Regions from separate parts of the Mus musculus genome. Here all the other regions are linked to region 1. The links are chromatin contacts, called in public Hi-C and promoter capture Hi-C maps. All regions are on one chromosome and are shown on one strand. Each heading gives the region's core, a stretch centred on a gene start, on an enhancer-like site or on the middle of the called end of the contact. The rest is flanking DNA. Distances are from core to core; before and after follow the strand shown. Region 1 overlaps Pde9a (phosphodiesterase 9A). Region 2 overlaps Tmprss3 (transmembrane protease, serine 3). Region 3 overlaps Umodl1 (uromodulin-like 1).

The links. Hi-C and Micro-C count contacts between places; a contact is called where the count stands out from the background. Capture Hi-C pulls out chosen DNA fragments and counts their contacts.
Region 2: a promoter capture Hi-C map of liver shows a contact between it and region 1, with 2.3 times the contacts expected there. The contact joins two enhancer-like sites. A contact is called at or near these places in 2 of 39 promoter capture datasets (the 3T3-L1 cell line and 3T3-L1-derived adipocytes), 1 of 115 datasets of contacts at active chromatin or transcription factors (pancreatic cancer cells) and 2 of 9 other capture datasets (embryonic stem cells and liver).
Region 3: a contact with region 1 is called in a Hi-C map of the CH12 cell line, with 5 times the contacts expected there. The contact joins two enhancer-like sites. A contact is called at or near these places in 2 of 39 promoter capture datasets (the 3T3-L1 cell line and embryonic stem cells), 4 of 15 datasets of contacts at CTCF or cohesin (embryonic stem cells, large pre-B cells, pro-B cells and 1 more), 98 of 484 Hi-C or Micro-C datasets (the 3T3-L1 cell line, 3T3-L1-derived adipocytes, B cells and 60 more), 5 of 115 datasets of contacts at active chromatin or transcription factors (the HPC-7 cell line, astrocytes, embryonic basal ganglia and 2 more) and 2 of 9 other capture datasets (embryonic stem cells and liver).

Annotation. Positions count from the first base shown.
Region 1 is chr17:31,476,279-31,480,772 of GRCm38.p6, forward strand. It overlaps Pde9a (phosphodiesterase 9A), which reads left to right. Exons shown (of 19, transcript NM_008804.4): 19 at 1-31. Among named protein-coding and RNA genes, the nearest start is that of Wdr4, 34 kb to the right of the region's middle. Within about 2 kb of position 3,048, at least 19 of the 459 cell types and tissues checked have an H3K27ac peak or open chromatin away from gene starts, as enhancers often do. A contact at or near this core is called in the CH12 cell line, the P5424 cell line and liver, where this site is marked.
Region 2 is chr17:31,181,156-31,185,740 of GRCm38.p6, forward strand. It overlaps Tmprss3 (transmembrane protease, serine 3), which reads right to left. Exons shown (of 12, transcript NM_080727.2): 10 at 3,414-3,556; 11 at 2,659-2,811. Among named protein-coding and RNA genes, the nearest start is that of Tmprss3, 14 kb to the right of the region's middle. Within about 2 kb of position 2,211, at least 36 of the 459 cell types and tissues checked have an H3K27ac peak or open chromatin away from gene starts, as enhancers often do. A contact at or near this core is called in liver, where this site is marked.
Region 3 is chr17:31,010,402-31,014,905 of GRCm38.p6, forward strand. Umodl1 (uromodulin-like 1) reads left to right here. Exons shown (of 22, transcript NM_177465.4): 22 at 1-309. Among named protein-coding and RNA genes, the nearest start is that of Abcg1, 45 kb to the right of the region's middle. Within about 2 kb of position 1,325, at least 34 of the 459 cell types and tissues checked have an H3K27ac peak or open chromatin away from gene starts, as enhancers often do. A contact at or near this core is called in the CH12 cell line and the P5424 cell line, where this site is marked.

The sequences.
Region 1 (4,494 bases), core at 1,798-4,297:
TCCACATTAAATGTCAGAACGGTGCCCGAGTACAGGGGTGTGCATGTGTCCTGTGTTTATGAACAGAGGGAAGATATCAGTGATGTGTACAGAAGCTGGGGAGTGCGGGGCAGTGGTGGCACACGCCTCTAATTGTAGCACTTGGGAGGCAGACGGATTTCTGAGTTCAAGGCCAGCCTGGTCTACAGAGTGAGTTCCAGGACAGCCAGGGCTACACAGAGAAACCCTGTCTCGAAAAAGAAGAAGAAAGAAGAAAGAAGAAGAGGAGGAGGAGGAGGAGGGGAGGAGGAGGAGGAGGAGGAGAAGGAGAGGAAGAGGAAGAGGAAGAGGAAGAGGAAGAAGGAGAAGGAGAAGGAGAAGGAGAAGGAGAAGGAGAAGGAGAAGGAGAAGGAGAAGGAGAAGGAGAAGGAGAAGAAGAAGAAGAAGAAAAGAGCCAGGCGTGGTGGCACACGCCTTTAATCCCAGCACTTGGGAGGCAGAGGCAGGCGAATTTCTGAGAAAGAAAGAAAGAAAGAAAGAAAGAAAGAAAGAAAGAAAGAAAGAAAGAAAGAAAGAAAGAAAGGAAGGAAGGAAGGAAGGGGAAGAGGAAGAAAGAAGAGGAGGAGGAGAAGAGGAAGAGGAAGAGGAAGAAGAAGAAGGAGAAGGAGAAGGAGAAGGAGAAGGAGAAGGAGGAGGAGAAGAAGAAGAAGAAGAAGAAGAAGAAGAAGAAGAAGAAGAAGAAGAAGAAGAAGAAGAAGAAGAAGAAGAAGAAGAAGAAAGGGAAAGAAGAAGAAAGAAGAAGCTGGGGAGCGAGGGAGGCTGAGGTACCACGTACCAGAATGGTGATGTGGCAGACAGACCCCCCCCCCCGACACACCTGGACAGTGACATCTGCTGAATGCCCACAGGGAATTGGGATTTACTCCTCAAATTCTCAGTGGGACTCTGTTCCAAAAGAAGAGATGCCCTGTCCTTCATTTTTGGAGACAGACAATGGGGACATTCCAAGTCCCATGGTGGCTGCACAGGGAGCCCTACAGGCCACAAAGTCACACACACCCTGCTTACGTGGCTCCCTTGTCCTCTCATGTACCTGGACTCTAAAATCTCAATTTACAAGAAGCATGGAGAAGCTGCTGGCCATCTCCTGAGACACAGGGCCAGCACTACTCCCCTGAGGGACCAGAGGACCCATCAGAGGGGTCACCCCATGAGAAGTTGGTCCACTGTTGGGACCCTTATATACTGGATTGGCTTTCTTTGAAGCACCTATCCCTCTGGGTGAGTTCTAGAATGTTACTTCTCGTTTTTGAATAATTCATTGGGGGTAGTGACCCTCTCTGTCTCTCTGCCTCTGTCCCTCTCTGTCTGTCTCTCTGTCTCTGTCTCTTTGTCTCCCCCTCTCTCTTTCTGTCTTTGTGGGGTATGCACACTCGTGTGTGTGTGTGTGTGTGTGTGTGTGTATTTTCCTCACCATGTTGCTGAGGCTAACCTCAAACTTTCCATGTAACCCAGGCTAGCCTTTGGCTGGCCTTTGGATTTCAAGCCCTCCACCTCAGCCTCTCAGCCTCTTACCACAGCGACTGCTCCCATCTCCTTTGACCTACTCGGTTCAGCCCTCATCTCTTCTTGGTTTTGCTTTTGTCTGTCACCTTAATCCAGAGGAACTTCAGAAGCCCTCTGTCACCCTGCAGGACAGGACAGTCACCTGCTACGCTGACCAGAAAAAGACCCTCCAGTCCCATCTGCTCTTCCCACCTTACCACCAAGGACTTCCCCCACCCGACCCTGCCCCCAGGCCTGGGATCCTGACTGACTGCAGTAGGAGATTCCTGAGCCCTCTGGGAATGAATGGGGGAGGGGAGGAAAGGGGACCAGTCTAAGTAAGTGGCCAGCTAGCAAAGTAGACTGACTAGGACTCTGCTCTGGTAGGGAGAATGCAGAAGACTGGTGGACCTGCTTCTGTCCTTAGACATTAGGACTTGGGAGTCTCCCAAGACCCCAGAGTCACACCCAGCCTGAGGTTAACAAGAGCTGTGAACATATATACTGCCCCATCCACACCAGGAGGACCAGAGACTGGAGACTTAACTGGGGTCACTCAGGAAGCCTTCGAATGCCTTCCAACCTGCCCATATCGCTTCAGTAACGTAACCTCTCTGCACAAGCAACTCTTTTTTTTTTAAAGAATCATTTATTTATTTTATATATATGAATACACTGTAGCTGTCTTCAGACACACCAGAAGAGGGCATCAGATCCCATTACAGATGGTTGTGAGCCACCATGTGGTTGCTGGAAATTGAACTCAGGACCTCTGGAAGAGCAGTCAGTGCTCTTAACCACTGGAGCCATCTCTCCAGCCCCCACAAGCAACTCTTAAACCATTCAGCTAACAAACTTACGGTGCTAGTCTTCCGCCATCACCAGACTCTAATTATGCCACCACAGAGCTCTCTGAGCCGTCCCTGCTCACTTCTCAGATAAATTAGTCTCTAGCTTGTTGGGCAGGACTCGGGCCACCCTTCCCCATAGTCTTTAGTCATACCTCTGGCTTCCCAGCATGCCTTATGAAGGAGGATGCTCCACCCCTTAATTTGCATACTGCAGATGGCGATGGGGTCTGTACCTTTTCTAAGTTTTTGTTTGTTCACTGCCCATATAGCTTTCCTCTTCAGTGAAACCAAACCTTTGTTCATTTTCCTCGTGGGACCATCTTTATCGATCACAGGGGCTCTTTATTTTCTGAACTCAGAACCTCGTGGTTATTGTTATATTTTCATAACCGACAGTCTGGGATGTTCTGGTGCCCCAGCATGGCACTAAGAGGTCATGGGTATGGAGTCCAATGACTGAGTGTAGCACCTGACGAAAGAGACACAGAATCCTGCGTGTTCTTCACCCCGGGGGAAGACAGATGCGTTTCTGGCCCTCAAGAGCCTGCTGCAGCAGACCACCCAGACACCTGGCTTCCTGCCTGGGAACTGGGAGGAAGCCTGTCTGCTGTGCTCTATCCCTGCACGGTGTATAGGGGCAATGAGCACCTGTCCAAAGGTGACACAAAATTGCTGCTTCCGACCTCTGCTGTCTTTGTGCAGCTGCAGCAGCCTCCTCTCCCCTAGAAAGTTCACTCCCAGAGTTCCAGACTCTGGGTCAAAGGTCAGTTGCATCTGTGAAGCTCCAGATAAAAAAACATTTCTGGGTGGCTTCAAGTGACTGCTCCCCTGGGCTGCTTCTGCCTCCGGCTCCCCTTCCCTCCTTCTCTTCCCCATCTCTCAGTCCCTCTCCCTCATGCCCTGCCCCCCCGGGGAATGGAACTCAGTGCTTTGTGGATAACGCAGGACACTCCCATCATCCGGCCTAGCCTGCATCTCCTCACACCATCTCCTTGCCTGGATAAAGTTCATCCTAGATGGGGGAAGGACGCTCTGTCTCCACTCTCCTCCAATACCTGATGTAAGGCCTTCCCTAACCATCTGTCTGAAAGCTTTTGATCCAGCCTCACCCCTCCTCCTGGGCCCCCCTCCCCTTCCTGGTCTTATTGTCCTTCAGTGTACTCTAAGGTGACCCAACCTTGTTCCTGGGCTGAGGCCGGGATTTTTACTCCCCAGCTGTAAGTCCCAGCCCTTCTGAAGACCTCACACTACCAACGTCACTGATGGGTCTTCTCCTTGTCTGTGCTGCTCCCCCTAGCACTGGGTGCACCCATGAGCTCCGTGTGTGGGAAGTTTGGGCTGCATCCTAGGATCTCCTGGTTCATGCTAAGTCTCATTGCCATGCCTAAGATATGTGGAATTGGCCAGGTTAATGGGTGAGAGTCCTACCTGGGCTCCTTCCTGCCTCGGTCGTTGGAACTGCCCTGTGACCTGCCTCACATCTCAGAGTCAGCCAGGAACTCCAGGTCTCCCCCACCCCCACCCCTCAGATGTCAGCATAGATACCAACTACTCCACACAGTTTCTCCTGGACCCACAGGATATAGGGCCCCTATCACAGTGTTACATCCTGATTGTGGGTGATCCAAATTGCTCATGTAGGCAGGTGCCCTGCAAAAACCACTTCCCAGGAAACCAGGAAGCACACTCCTTTAATCTCAGCACTTGGGAGGCCGAGGCAGGTGGATCTCTGAGTTTGAGGCCCACCTAAAGAGAGTCCCAGGTCAGCCAGGGACACACAGAGAAACCCTGTCTCAAAACAAAAACAGGGCTGGAGAGATGGCTCAGTGGTTAAGAGCACTGATTGCTCGTCCAGAGGTCCTGAGTTCAAATCCCAGTAACTACATGGTGGCTCACAACCATCTGTAATGGGGACCTGATGCCCTCTTCTGGTGTGTCTGAAGACAGTGAGAGTGTACTCACATTAAAAAAAAAATCAAGCTTAAAAACAAAAACAAAATCAAACAAACTTCCTAGATCCTGACCTTCAGGGATGATTTTCATGGGTACGACTTCTTAGGAGCTGAAGGAAGGAAGGAAGGAAGGAAGGAAGGAAGGAAGGAAGGAAGGGAGGGAGGGA
Region 2 (4,585 bases), core at 961-3,460, 300 kb before region 1:
CCCTCAGACAACAAGACACTTCAGAAACCAGGTGGGTCTTTCCCTGCTTGCCAGTGAGACTTGATACACCAGCCGTTCTAAAAGAATGTTCAAAATGTTAAGTTCACCTGGTCCTTACACCAGATCCCTAATTGAGACTGACTGGAAGAAGGTCCTGGGGCTCTTTAGTTTTAGCAAATGGTCAAGGATTTGTTCACTAAAAGTTTTCCATCTGTTTATCTCTCTGGGTGGAGGCGTGCTGAGGTTCTGATCTGGGTGTGGCTGTACTCATACGAGTCCTTACTAGCTTGGGAGCCCCCATTTATCCAAGATCCCATCTCTCGTGAGGAGTGTGGTAGCATCTGTCATGGAGCACAGTGTAGGGAGCACCCTGGCTAGGTCCCTGTTCCTGTCATGACTGCCCACCCTGAGTCCCTGACTGCCCCATATTCTTGGACAGTATGAAGCATCAGGAAATAGTTTCTTGACTTTGTGGTGGTTTAGAGTTCCAGAACAGTCACGTGGCACCTGTGTCCCAAGACATAACCACAGGACGATACACTTGCTTTCTGAGGTTCCTCTATCCCTTGCCACACCTTCCAGGGACATATGGCCAGTCTGCACAGTGCCTTCAGTGCTCTCTGTGTAAGGGCATCACCTGCTCGAATGCCCCTTTCACAAGGGGAAGACAAGTGTTAGCTAAACCCTTTACTGAAGAAGAGCCTGTGGTACTAAACGCATAATAGTGCCAACAGACTGCTTCAACTGGTGGCTTCCTACCGGCCTGTGACTGGCAGCCAGGCCTACACTGGTCCAGCCCTACAGGCTCCATCATGCATCAAAGATGGAAGCAAAGCTGTGGAAAGTCACAGCTATGACTAGTGTTGCTGAGATCTGAGCATGTCTTGGCCTCACCTGCTACCACCTCATCCCCATCCTACCCCAACACGAGAGCCATGTTCAGTGTCTTTCTTCATTTAGATGAAGAAGCAAAGAGCTTGGGGTGTAGCTCAGTGGTGGGGTCCCACCTAGTACACACAAGACCTTGCATTCAGCCCTCAGAACTAAAAATTTTAAAAAGGAAAAAAAACAAAACAAAACCTTGAGTTAAACCAATAATTAAAAAGTAGTATAATTACTATATTTAGTAATAGTAATTTATGAAATATAGATGAGCTTTCTAAAAGACAACAGTCTCATGGCACCAGACACAATGATGCGTGCAGCCACCCCCTCTGCAGGTTGGAGGATAGCTGGGAGGTTAAGAGCACTGGCTGCTCTTGTAGAGGACCTGGGTTTGATTTGCAACTCACAACTGTCTGTGACTCCAGTCTCAAGAGATCTGAAGCCTGCTTCTGACCTTCCAGGCATTTCGCACACACATGGAGTACAGACACAGATGCCGACAAAACAGCCATCTCATAAGATAAAACTAACATTTTAAAAAAGCAAAGAAACAGAAATTAACCCCTGAGGGGTGCTAAGGGTGTTCTTGAAGGTTTCTTTTCTTATTTAGTCAATTGCTCCAAATGACAGGAACCCTTTTAAAAGGTCCTTGGGGTGGCCCAGTGCTTAAGAGCACATACCACTCTATACTGCAGTGGACTTGATTGATTCCCCAGCTCCTGCACTGAGCACACACACACACACATGCACACACACACCACATACACACAGACATGCACACACACCACGTACACACAGACACACACATACAGACATATTGCTCCCACATATATACATACAGACACATACACACATACCCCACATACACACACACACATGCACACATAACACACACATGCACACACACACCACATACACACACATGCACACACACCACGTACATGCAGACACACACATACAGACATATTGCTCCCACATATATACATACAGACACACCCACACACCCACCCACACACACACACACACACACACAAAACTTATAAATGTTTTGGATCTTCACAGCCAGTCGCTGAAGACTAGAGGGCAGGAAGGGACACGTGTTTCCTTTGGGATGCTAGGAGGATTTTTAGAACCACACAGAGGGCATGGCTGCACATGTAAGTGCGTCAAATGCCATGGGATTGTTCTCTTTTAAACATTTGCCCACGCTACATAAATCTCACTCATACTGTGTCAGCAGAAAACATCTTTGAAACTGAACTGGGTGATGATGTAAAACCCGTCTGAGATAAAGTCAGTAAATGTTTGCCTAGCACCTGATGTGTGTGTGGCCAGGCCTTGCTTCCCCACAGCCCTTCCCCTCTCAGGAGAGACGGGGGTTGTAGACGTCTGACTTTCATTGCAGCAAGGCCTCTGTGTCTATCAGAGCATCTCTCTGTTTGGTGCCCTGTGACTCTCAGTTCCCCTCTCTTCCCCTCTCTGACCAGGAGCCTCTGTAGGCCTGTCCTGATTCCCCCTCCCTGAAGAAAAGCAGATCTGGCTCTCAGCAAGGGATCAACTTCCCAGCTCATCTGCTGGTCACCTTTCTCCTTGTTGAGTCAGGCAGGGCCATTCCTCTAGTCCTTCCCCTGTATGCCTGGGTCACACCCGGGGGATTAGCTGTGTTCTAGGGCTGATACCCACATCTATCTCCTCCTGGCTCCCTGTGGCAGGTGCAGGGAACACGTGAGCTGGAGAGTCAACGCCCACCTCCAACTGGGTCACTCCACCCACCTCCAACTGTTCGTGAATCCAGTCCAGGAAGGAGGTGATTCGCGTATAGACTCCAGGCTTGTTCACTTCAGCACAGCCGATTCCAAAACTTGTTGCACCCACTAACTTCCACAGTCTCCTCTCCTGGCACACCAGGGGTCCTCCACTGTCTCCCTGCAGAGTCAATAGAAGCAAAGGTCAAGAGGCTGGGACAGCTATACTGTCCCGGCTGCACAGACTTTCCATGTCACATCACCGGAGAACCATGTGCACACCTCTCCCTGTATACTTCTAGAATGGACTCAAGACATGGCTCCTTGACCATATGGGAACGCTTCCCTCTGGCTATGTCTGCCTTCAGATCCCAAACACTACACTTTTAAGTCAAAGGTGGCCTGCGTAGCCCACTGAGCTGGAAGAGAGGGAGTCTGCCTGAGCCAGATCTAAATCACTGTGTCCAACGGCAGTACTGAGTCTCATTCACTGTGGATTTTGCAAGCCTGGGTTCATCAGCTCATAGCCCCCTTTCCCACTCAGAATCAGGCTGGAGAGATGAGGGGAGGCCACATCCTGTGTGCCCTGAAAGACTGGGAACCTGGGTAAACACAGGCTGGGCCACCAAGAAAGCCAGGGGATATCTTAAGCAAATCTCTTCCTTGTGCCATGTAAATTTGTTTTTCACGGGGAAACTGGCAGGGGCCTGTCCCATGGGCTGGGTCACTAAACTAGACCCTGGCCTTTTGCCGAGGCCCCAAGGGCTACTGGAAGTCCTTTACCTGGCAGCTGTCCACACCGCCCTTCAGGTAGCCTGCACAGAGCATGGAGGGAGAGATGATACCACCATACACGTCCCTGTGGTTGCAGATCTTGTTTGAAATTAAAGGGACAGCCGCGTGGTTCAGGACAGGGGAGGCGTCACCTGCCTCAGAGTAATGTAAGAAATTCATAGTGAGACAGAGTTCGGCTTAGAGAACAGAGTCAAGAGAACCAGGGGACATGGGACTTTCCACCTGACAGGAAGCAGTCACAGCAAAGACCAGGTCTACTGTAACTGGGACAGCAGACTGTCACGGAGCCCGTGGCACCCAGAGTGTCCCCTGCTCAGTGTGCTGTCTCACAGCCAACCAAGCCTCGACCCATGCCAGTCAGTCCACATTGCAAAAGGGAAACTGAGGCCCTGAAGGCCGCCCACCTCTGGACAGAGCTGAATTCAGTCAACAGTAACGTGTCCCTCCAAATACAGGTGTGGGCCCTGAACCTGTGGCTTTGCCATTGACTAGGGAACCTTGAAGGTATTCAAGGGTATGGTTGTGAGCTAGCCCAGATGATGCTGGTAAACTCATGAAAATTACAAGGACCTATCAACAACTTGAAGAAGGTGACATCAGAGCAACTCCAGAGTCAGATCAGCCTGTCAGCCTTGAAGTCAAGGATGAGGCCGTGAACCCAGGAGTGTGGGAGCAAAGGTAAAGGGACAACAGCTGTCACCGTCCCCAGAGACAACTGAGGAGCCAGCCTACAGCACAAGTGACCCCTGAGGCTGGAAGGTAACAAACAAAGTGGGCATTGAATCCTGGAGTTTGAGAGGCTGAGGCAGGAGGCTTGTGGTGAGGTTCATGCGGTCAGCCTGGGCTGCAGTGAGAGCCTGCATGAACACGTCTCCAAAGGCGAACCCTGAGCTTCTCTCATGGGTTGACTATAACCTCCTTCTTATTTGCCTGCCTGCAACCAAGACATGTGATCTTGCTTGGAGCAGAAGCTGCTAAAGTATGGATCACGTACCATGTGGAGGCTGAGTTACCTTGCATTTAGGGCAGGCTCTAGATCTGACAACTGATGCCATGGGGCCAGGGGTCAAGGGACTAAGATGATGGATCAACCTGGAATGTGGTAGGTTGGATACCCAGAGCTCACATTAGGGAAAAAAAAACAAAACAAATAAACAGAA
Region 3 (4,504 bases), core at 75-2,574, 470 kb before region 1:
AATCAGGGAAGAGGTGGGGGAGGTGCGTACCATGCTAACAGGTCCTCTACTTTGTTGATTTGAAAGATGGCCATTGGTTACATAGTTATCACCTGAGACAATAGTGTTCTCCCTAGGGAATATAAAAGCATAACAGGGTTGTAGCATTTAATTAATGTGCTTGCTTATGTTGAATGTGACTGTCACTTATACAGATCATCTGGGGGAAACGAGTCTTTCGATTTTTTGCATATTCTTGCGGGTAAGAATGACAACCGGGAGTCTGTGTGGCTAGCCACCTTTGAGCAATAAATTTTTCCTGGCACTGAAGTGGTTTGCCATGTTGCTTCCTCCCGTGTGGTTCAGTTCATGTAGCAGGCCATCCCTGGGCACTGATTCTTTGCCAGACACTCCAGGGAGATGCTGAGGTGGGGCTCCCCACCCCCCAACCCCACCTCTGTGTCATCTATCTCTTCTGACATCAGCCTGGCATCTTCCACTGACTATTATTGAGAAAAATAAAATCTCAGAAAACCCAGGTACTGAGCCCAAGACCAGGCAGCTCTCTCACACTTCGCCTCAGTCACACAGTCTCAATGACAGGCTGTGCCAGCTGTGAGGACAAACTTCAGGGTTCTGGAGACTCCAGTCCATAGATAGTCATGTCTCCTGTTGGTGGAGGAGGATGGCAGACATTTCCTCACAGAGCGCTCACCATGGCCTCTGGGGGGTGACTCTCACTTTATAGCTCAGGATCTGAACTTATCAGTTAGGCAAGTTTTATAAAGTATGTCAAGGAACCAGAATTAGAACCAAACCCATCCACTGTCAAATGGAACAACTGATCCATTGTAAAGTCTACCTCTACCTCCTGAGGAACAGGGTGGGGACGGGGGACCTCGTGGGTTTCAGAATATACCTGGGAAGTCCAGATGTTCCACAGAGTGGTCATCCTTTTCCTGCTGTGGTTCTGCCTGGGCCCCTGGAAGGCCTTACCTTGGCCCTGATCTTCCTGACACAGAATCTGTCTGGGTGTGAAATGAGACACAACAGAAATCGGATTGAGGTCCGGGTCTGATGGAGGAGGGTCTGTTTGTGCTAGAGGGTGTGGTGGAGGAAGGGCTGTTGGAGAAGGAAACCTGTTGGAGGTGGAGAGGCTGTTAAAAGAGGTCTGTGGGAGGTAGAAGGTCTAATGGGGGAAGATGTGATGGAGGAAAGGTCTGATAGAGGAGGGCCCCACAGAGATGAAGGTCTGATGAAAGTGTGCTCTGATGGGAGGTGGCTCTGACCCACTACCTGATCCAACCTGCAGCTCTCCAGTATTGCCACTAGATGGCGCGCTGAGCCAAGCCTGGATCCAGGGTAACATGAACCCTTGTGTTTTTGAAGCAAACAGGGCTCTGGCTTCTCTTCTTTGCTGGATTTGAGTCTCCTGCCCTTAAGCAAAGACGAATCTGAAGGTTTTCTGTAGGCACAGGGCCTTAGAGGTGACGCTAGGCTTTGAAAGTCAGTCGGCCCCCTGTAGTTCTCTTCATCACTCTGACTTACAGGAAGTGCAGGATGGCGTGTGTGGGGAAGGTGCAGCAGCAACATCCACTTCACAGCAACATCTGCTTTACTCAGACATTTTTGAGAAAACAGTCCCTTTCTTTCCCCCTCCCCTCTCCATTTAGGAGGAAAAGGTGGTTGGGGAAGATTGCTAGGGTTCTTTCATCTTTCTGTCAGGTGCACCAGGGGCGTCCAATCCAACCCTGGCCACAATGACTCTTCTTACTTAATCTGCAAAGTGAAATCGTGGCTGCTGCAAGCAGGAGCTTCCACCTCCAGGAGCCTTGGGCAGGCATGTGGGTATCAGGGCAGGAGCTGGGGCTGGAGCCTGAAATGGAAACTTAAGGGTTCTTTGAAAACTCTGTCGTGTTGGATGGTGTTTTTTTTTGTTGTTGTTGTTGCTGTTGTTTTTTGGGTTTTTTGTTGTTGTTTTTTGTTTTGCTGGGGCAAACACATGAAGGAATGTTTCGCTGAAGCAGACACAGAGGAAAGGATGTTCTGCTAAAGCAAGCACGTAAGAGGACACATGATGAAGGATTCTTTGCTAACGGCACACATGTATTGGTTCACCTTACATTGCAAAATTGAGCTGTATTTGTCGGGACTCCATAGAGAGAAATGCAGCAAAAAAAAAAAAAAAAAAAAAAAAAAAAAAAAAAAAAAAAAAAAAAAAAAAAACTTCTGGTGGTGTGCTGCGGTTTCTTGTTGCTTCCATGGACTCAGGCTGATTGGCAGAGTGATGTCAGCTAAGACAGACTCACGTACTGAGGCAAGACATAGGGAGGACCCGTGGAGACCCCGTGATGTTTGGAGGGAGCATCAAGAGATTCCAACAGACTATAATGGAGGCTGAGCTTGGCTGGCCTGTAGAGCTAGCTGGACAATGTCTGCTGGTCTCATGTCTTCTCTGATCTTCACTTCTCTGAGACGCTCAGCCAGAACTTTTCCTGGCATTCCTGTTGGCTCTGGTCCCTCCTGATGACTTGGGCAGAGACTGAGGTCTGGCTGTTTTGCTAGGTAGTGCTGTTGCCACTGCTAATTCGTGTTTGTTAACCCAACTCTACCAAACTGGACTGCTGGTGTATCCGTGAAGTGTATGCGAGTGGATCAAACTGCTGCTGCTGACCTGTGAAGTGAATACTGATTTCCTTACAATGCAGATGGGATTTGCTCCAAAGAACCATTTCTAAACAGGTCTACTCCCCCCACACACCCAATACCCTTTCTTTTCTGCTGCCTCTGGCAGATGATGGGCTAGAAGGGAGGTTAAAGCATTTAAGAACCATCATTAAAAGTAGGCTTAAAAGAAAACTAAAGTTATAGGAGCCCTGGCCGAGGATGTCACCAGAGCAGCTGGAGTGGCCTCTGGCTCCCCATGCTAAGTTTTGGAGCTGCTTCAGGTGAGGAAGTAGCCACTTGACTTTCCAGCAGTGCCTATAATCGAGTTAACCTTACAGAAGTCGCTGGCTTCCCCCTGGGAGCCCTCCTTTTTGCGCCTTTTTTTCTTTCTGTCTATTGAACTATCTAGATGCTTGCTATTGATCTCGGCTCCCAGCAGCCCATGGGATTTCTTGGCGATAAATCTTATTTCTAATGACACCCAGGTTCCCTAAGGAGCTGAGCAGCTATTATAGAAGTCAGATCCAGGGAATGGCTCATGGATCTCTTTCTCCAGAGTGGGCACCATTACTAATCCAGATTCACCAGAGCAGTATGGCTCCCCTCTGTGCAGGTATGTACGACCTGTCCCATCCCTTCCCACTGTCACTGATGGTCACAGAGATGCGTGTCCATTAAGCCACAAAGGGTCTTCCTCAGAGCAGAAGGACCGGAGTACTCTGGACTGTCTCAGATTTCAGTTCCTGTCTGGAAGTACACTCTAGCTGTCTTCAGACACACCAGAAGATGGCATCGGAGCCCATTACAGATGGTTGGGAATTGAACTCAGGATCTCTAGAAGAGCAGTCGGTGCTCTTAACTGCTGAGCCATCTCTCCAGCCTGCTAATTCAACTCTTGCTGGTAAAGAATGTACGAGATGGAGACCAGGAAAGAGGGGGCCACAAAATCAAAGTCGCCATCTCAGCTCTACCTTGTTCTGGCCACCAGTCTGGTGTTGACTGCTGCCCAATCAGGCATTTTTTTTTCCTCCCAGGAAGCTGCTGAGCACAAACATGTGCATGTGTGTGCTTATACACACGTACGTGCATGCACACACATACCACACACACACACACACACACACTTACACACACATGCACACGCACACAATCACAGACACGCATGCACACAAACACACCAGCACTCGCACATGCGCACGTGCATGCACACACACAAACACACACAAAGTGCACGCGCATGCGCACACACACATGCACATATGAAATAACCAACTTCTCGGGCTGGTGAGATGGCTCAGTGGGTAAGAGCACCCGACTGCTCTTCCGAAGATCCGAAGTTCAAATCCCAGCAACCACATGGTGGCTCACAACCACCCGTAATGAGATCTGATGCCCTCTTCTGGTGTGTCTGAAGACAGCTACAGTGTACTTACATATAATAAGTAAATAAATAAATAAATAAATAAACAAATAAATCTTTAAAAAAAAAAAAAAAAAAAAAAGAAATAACCAACTTCTCAAGAAAATATAGACTCCGCCAAGATTACTTTTCAGAGGTACTTCATTTTCCTTAAATAAGTTCAACTTAGGAGTATTTATTTATTTATTTATTTATCATACATCTGGGAATTTTCAAATCACATTCCAAGGGGCCCTTGTTGCATGTTTGACCAAACTCTGGCCAGGAAAGCCTCATCAACCATCCTGGTAATTAAATTCCCCTCAGACCTTTTTAAAACCAAGTTTACAAATTTAATTTAATCCATTTGTTTTGTGAAGCAACCTGGCTCCCCTACTCGGATACAGAAGGACCGTGGAAAGCTACTGGGTCTGTTGGTGTGTGTTGGTTTTGTTAGTG